Linked DNA regions of Mus musculus: region 2 is linked to region 1. Evidence: chromatin contacts called from public HiChIP or PLAC-seq data. All regions are on one chromosome and are shown on one strand. The core of a region is the stretch at or near the end of the contact, and the rest is flanking DNA. Distances in the headings are between cores, read along the strand shown.

Region 1 (2,864 bases), core at 151-2,650:
AATTTTAATAAAAGGATGAATGTCTAATGAGGGGAGGTTGCGGTTTTAGTAACCATGGTAACAGCAGGCAGTGGGAAATGGTAGCAGTGGGTGAGAGAGTAAGCTTTCCCTTCTTCTATTCACTGTTTTTAATAAGTTTGTTCTGTTTGTTTTGGGGATAGGGTATATATGCAACCTTGACACTCCTGGAACTCTGTTTAGACCAGGCTGGCCACAAACTCACAGAGATCTGCTTGCTTCCACTTCTGAGTACTGGCATCAAAGGCATTTGCCACCATGCCTAGCTTCATCGTTTTTTGCTTTCTAAGTTAGACTTTGAGAAGACTGTAGATGTATGGAACAGTGGGAAACGCTGTAGAGTGGTCTCGTGGACACTTCACCCATCTTCTCCAGTGGCAGCACTTGCCGAATCGTAGTATTTATGTCACAGCCAGAACACTGACGTCACTCACCTGTCTTGAGCTTTTCTCTTTCACTGGCCCTCATTGTGTGTACTTAGAGGAAGGCACACTTCATCATTGGAATAGGTCCCTGCTTCCAGTACCTCAGTCACGGTACAGCACAGCGTTGGAGATGGAGTCCAGGGAGGGCTTGCCTACAGGCCACGAGGCCCTGGGTTCCGATCCCAGAGTGGGAACGGGGAGGAGCTGTTGTAGAAAATATTTAATCTCAATCCAGGGCTTCTACTCTGCCTTTAATTATTCAGTTCCCAGATAAAAACCACATAAACTTTATATTTATAATAAGCCTTAATCAGCACTAGATCTGGACAGATATCTATCCTCTAAGCTATTAGAATTTAGTTCCCATCAATAACCTCGAATTATAACTTGCCATGTTCCATCTGGGCAGCTCTTAACTCCAGTTGGCCAGCTGTCATAGCCGTGTGTTTATGACTCACCTAACCCATGGTGTCTTCTCCTCTTCCCTCCTTCTCTCCTTCTCTCCTTGTGGTCTCCTCAGACCCCAGGCCCAGGAACCCAAACCCTACCTACCTCTTTTCTGCCCAGTTATTGGCTATAGGCATCTTTATTTAGCCAATAGTTTTAAATTAAAGGAGCAAGGTCCCATTGTAGGGTTGGATTCTCATCCTTGCGAGCCACCTGGCCTTGGAGGCCACTAGTTACCATTACAATACACAGCAAAAGACCACACCTCAGGAAGGAGCAGAAAGGTACAGAACCAGGCTGTCACCTGAAGCCTCCTGCTCAGATCGGTCTGTAACCACACCAATGTCTTACCTACCCTTCTCCTTTTCCACTGCAAATCTGTTCTACATTTTTTTTTACAGATTTGTCATTTCAAGAGTGTTATAAATATAGAATCACACAATGCGTAACCTTGTGAGATTACCTTCTTTCTCTTAGCATGGTAACCTTGTGACTCATCTAAGTTGCCATCTAGACCAGTAAATGACTCCATTGGACAAGCATTGTGATAAAATGCATGCAGTCTCTTTAACATTTGCAAGTGTACAGTTCAGTGACAAGAAATTCACCCTCACCACTCTCTGTTTACAAAATGTTCCCATAGCCTCAGTAACAACTTCACTCATCAAAGACTCCCTCTCCCTCCACATCTTTGTAACCTTTACTCTACTTTCCATCTCAAGGAATTTGCCTAGTCTACACATTTTATGTAAGAAGAATCTTATAATATTTATCTTTCTGGGGCTGGTGAGATGGCTCAGTGGGTAAGAGCACCCGACTGCTCTTCCGAAGGTCCAGAGTTCAAATCCCAGCAACCACATGGTGGCTCACAACCATCTGTAACAAGATCTGACTCCCTCTTCTGGTGTGTCTGAAGACAGCTACAGTGTACTTACATATAATAATAAATAAAAAATCTTAAAAAAAAAAATATTTATCTTTCTGGTTCTGGCCTATTCTACAGAGCATAATGTGCCCAAGGCCCATGGATACTGTGTCATTTATCATTTTTTTATCCCCATTTATAACTAAGTAGTTTTATTTATTTTTTTTACTGTGCAGTATTTTTACTAATAACATGGGTGGAATATTAATGACTTGCTTGGCAAATCCATAAATGACAGGGAGTTGTCAGTTTTGCATTTTCCAAATAGAGATTGACACTAGTTATTGGATAGACTGTATTCATCAAGCTGTGGAAATCACTGATGTCAAATTCCATGTGTGATCCTCACACGGTACTGTAACTGTAAAGGAATGTGACGTGGTTCAGTTGCAATGTGACAAACATCTGACAATGACATGTGAGTGTCCTCCTCACATCTCCTATGACAGTGAGACCACAGACCAACTTGGCCTCTATTAAGAGAAGTATAACATACTGAACATGGACTGTGATCCAGCTGCCGCACTGTATCCATGGCTGGGTACCAGTATATTTTAAGGATTAAATATTTAGAATTTGTGTATTTAGAAGAAAAAAAGAGGATAATTTTATAGGAAGGTAGTAGCCACTCACTATTAGATTCAGAACTTAGTGGTCTGCCTTGGTACTCAGGTCTTAGTCACAGGACTTATAAGCACCAGCTGTGACGAGTGTGTGCTGTGCATTGCTAGACTGTTTTAACACCAATAGTTTCCCAGCAGAGGCAGAGAATGTGCTTGAGTCTGCATAATACCTTGTGAATCCTGCACGTTTGAGAGTTTATAATAATAGAACATGACACAGTTTTGAGTTTAAAGCATTTATAGTTAATGGGACTGCAGAAAAGTCATTTTCTGTTATGTATGTCTGCATGCAATTTTAGCTTTTATAGTGAATATATATTACTCTATAAAAAAACAGTTGTAAAGCAATGCTCTTGTTTTGCAAATAAACAATAATACTTTAAAACAGTTACAACATAAAGAACTTAGGTCTGAGGATATATCCCA
Region 2 (2,700 bases), core at 80-2,579, 220 kb before region 1:
ATGTGTATGAGCACATGTACATACATATTAAGTATTCATGAGCACCTATGTATGCATGTATGTTATTTGAAATAATGGTATTGTTAAAGTTGCAAGAGGATTTTCCCAGGGTGAAGACATACTGTAATTTTGGTTTTCTTATTTCCCTACAATTTATTTTTACATTATAATTCTATTTTGCATCTATATTTTGCATAAAAATATATTATAATTTTATGCACATGGGTATGTTTGCATGCACATGGTGCACCATGTGTGTGTCTGGAATCCATGGAGGCCAGAAGAGGGCACTGGATCCTGGGGAGCTAGAGTTAAGATGGTTGAGAGCCACCTGGTGGGTCCTGGGAATTGAACCCAGATCCTTGGGACAAGCGTCCTGGACTGTTATCCCGAGTCTCTTCTGCAGCCTCCTCACACAGTCTGTAATGCTGTGGTAATATCATAGTTTCTGGTGAAAAACCACAGCCCACTTTTTCACATTTAAGAAAATGCTTGCTCTGGTCTTCTCTCAACACTTTGACAAGAATAAGGCAGGTCATACTGTATATAGATTTTTTCCCTCAAAGAAAAAATATTAGTAAAATACCTTTACCTTTATAACCAACAGTTGTATTACTTTACAAGGGAGGAGGCTGCTCATAGGTCTTTTTTCTTAAAATATAAACAAACAAAAAACCTCCTTTAAATATGTACTTTGCTTGTTAAAGTTATAAATACTTAAAGGAGTAAAGTACCTTTTATTGAATAATTCAAGCTAAAACCGAGAATGGAATAAGAAACTATAAATTTATTATTATCTCTATTTTGCTTTGTAGAAGCAAAAGAGTAAAAGAGAAGCAATCCCGATGAAAACTCTGCTTTGTTTGCTTGCATGTAATTAAGAGTCAACTCTGTGGGGCTTTGAGGTTAAGAGTACTGGCTGTTCTTCCAGAGGACCCGGGTTCAGTTCCCAGCACCCACCTGGCAGCTCACACCTGCCTGTAACTTCAGTTCTAGGGGATCTGACACCCTCACACAGACAGACAAGCAGGCAAAATGCCAATGCACATCAAATAAATAAATAAATTGTGAGGAAAAAAGAAAGAATCAACTCTGGACCCGGCAGCTTGGTAGCACGTGCCTACAAACCAGTACTTGGAAGGCAGAGCCAGGAGACTAAGTTTGAGGCCAGCATGATGTACAAAATGTGTAATCAACCCAGCCAGGTCTATGCTAAGAAATCCTGTCTCAAAAAGCCAGGATCAAAAACAAAAGCCAAGACAAATACAGGCTGTGAGGACAACCAAGCCCAGCTGGAGGCCTTCCTGCCCCGTCCTTTTCTGTAACCACTTGGCCTTTGTCTCTCACAGGCAATGTGATCCCTGCCTGCACTGTTAGAGCAAGAAACGGTACACACAGTTATGCTTGGATGGATCCAAACATGATTCTAGGGGCTCCTTAGGCACTCTGAAATTAACCCCTCTGGGCTAGACTATAGTGTTGTGCACAGTGCACAGTGGCAGAGCACTCGCCTGGCTTGGGCCAGACTTAGGTTAGACCCAACACTGAAAGCAATAGCAACAGGCAGGCAAGCCAGCTGGTACATAAATACATTTGCCACCAAGCCCAAGAACTTGAACTTAATCCCCAGATCTCATAGATTAGAAGAGTAAATTTTAAAAAAGTATTAATCTCATTTTCTCTAATCCTTAACAATTTATTTATTTGGATTATGTGTGTGTGTGAGACGAATGTGCAGGCCCATGTGCTATGGCCCACTTGTAGGGATCGGACAACCCCGTAGAATCAGTTCTTTCTTTTCACTGTGGGAATAAGCAAAAGAAACTTAACCTAAGTGCTACCATTTTGTTTTCACATTCCATTTAATCATAGGAGAAACTAAATAAAGGTCCCAGGTTCTAGGAGAGCTAGGAACTTCCCAATAGCTGAACAGCTTCTCTTAGTGAGAAGGCTCGGCTGATTCCATGACAGGCTTCAAACTGGCAGTTCAGGAGACGAGGCCTAAATCTCAGTTTCTAAGAACTGGGCAAGCCCAGGCAAGTCCTGCCCTCAAAGCTGCCCACCACCTGGCCCGAGGCAAAGACAATGGGTCGGCAGCAGTTTCCAGACTTCACACCTTGAAAATGGTTCCAGAAAGTCTAGAGGTGGAGTAAGACAAAGGTCATCTATCCCAGAATTCCAATGTGTTTTAAAGCGAGCCTTCTTCAGGCTCACGTGATTGTCTCTCTATCCTGGTAATGGGAGAATGCTGGACTTCTGAAGAATAAAACACTCTGCGCTTTCATACTGTTTTGAGTCTGGGGTTTCATTCTTCGGGGAAGCATGGACCCTTACATTATAAGGAAAAAGTTGTCCCAGTCCAGACATCTCAAGGACAACCTCTCCATCTTGCTGGCAGGGTCAAACAAGGTCATGTTCCAGGCCCAGGAACCGACTCCTATCCTGATTGGTGAAAACTCCCTTGCTCAACCCCTTAAGTCAAAATATGACTGGACAATGCTACAGCCCACTCCGCTCCCTCTCGCTGCGTGGTCTCATCCTTTAAATGTGCTGTGTAATTTCTCTCTAGGGTCCCAGTTCAGCTCCCAAGTCTGTTCTGTGGCCCGGATCAATCAGTAGCAGCTTGATTACAGTAAATTTTTGTCGTCTGCATTGACGTGGTGTTTGAGTTAAGTTGGATTTAGTGGATCCTACGCACTA

What was found. HiChIP or PLAC-seq counts read pairs in DNA pulled down with a chosen protein or histone mark.
Region 2: a contact with region 1 is called in an H3K27ac HiChIP or PLAC-seq map of embryonic stem cells, with 5 read pairs. The contact joins two enhancer-like sites. A contact is called at or near these places in 2 of 39 promoter capture datasets (embryonic stem cells and stem cell-derived epiblast-like cells) and 5 of 115 datasets of contacts at active chromatin or transcription factors (bone marrow-derived macrophages, double positive thymocytes, embryonic stem cells and 1 more).

What each region holds. Positions count from the first base shown.
Region 1 is chr10:59,579,232-59,582,095 of GRCm38.p6, reverse strand. The region is part of intron 1 of Mcu (mitochondrial calcium uniporter); the gene reads left to right. Gm40671 (a long non-coding RNA gene) reads right to left here. Exons shown (of 2, transcript XR_871744.3): 2 at 1-647. Among named protein-coding and RNA genes, the nearest start is that of Gm40671, 5.2 kb to the right of the region's middle. Within about 2 kb of position 1,400, at least 31 of the 459 cell types and tissues checked have an H3K27ac peak or open chromatin away from gene starts, as enhancers often do. A contact at or near this core is called in embryonic stem cells, where this site is marked.
Region 2 is chr10:59,794,665-59,797,364 of GRCm38.p6, reverse strand. The region is part of intron 8 of Micu1 (mitochondrial calcium uptake 1); the gene reads right to left. Among named protein-coding and RNA genes, the nearest start is that of Gm17059, 4.2 kb to the left of the region's middle. Within about 2 kb of position 1,329, at least 14 of the 459 cell types and tissues checked have an H3K27ac peak or open chromatin away from gene starts, as enhancers often do. A contact at or near this core is called in embryonic stem cells, where this site is marked.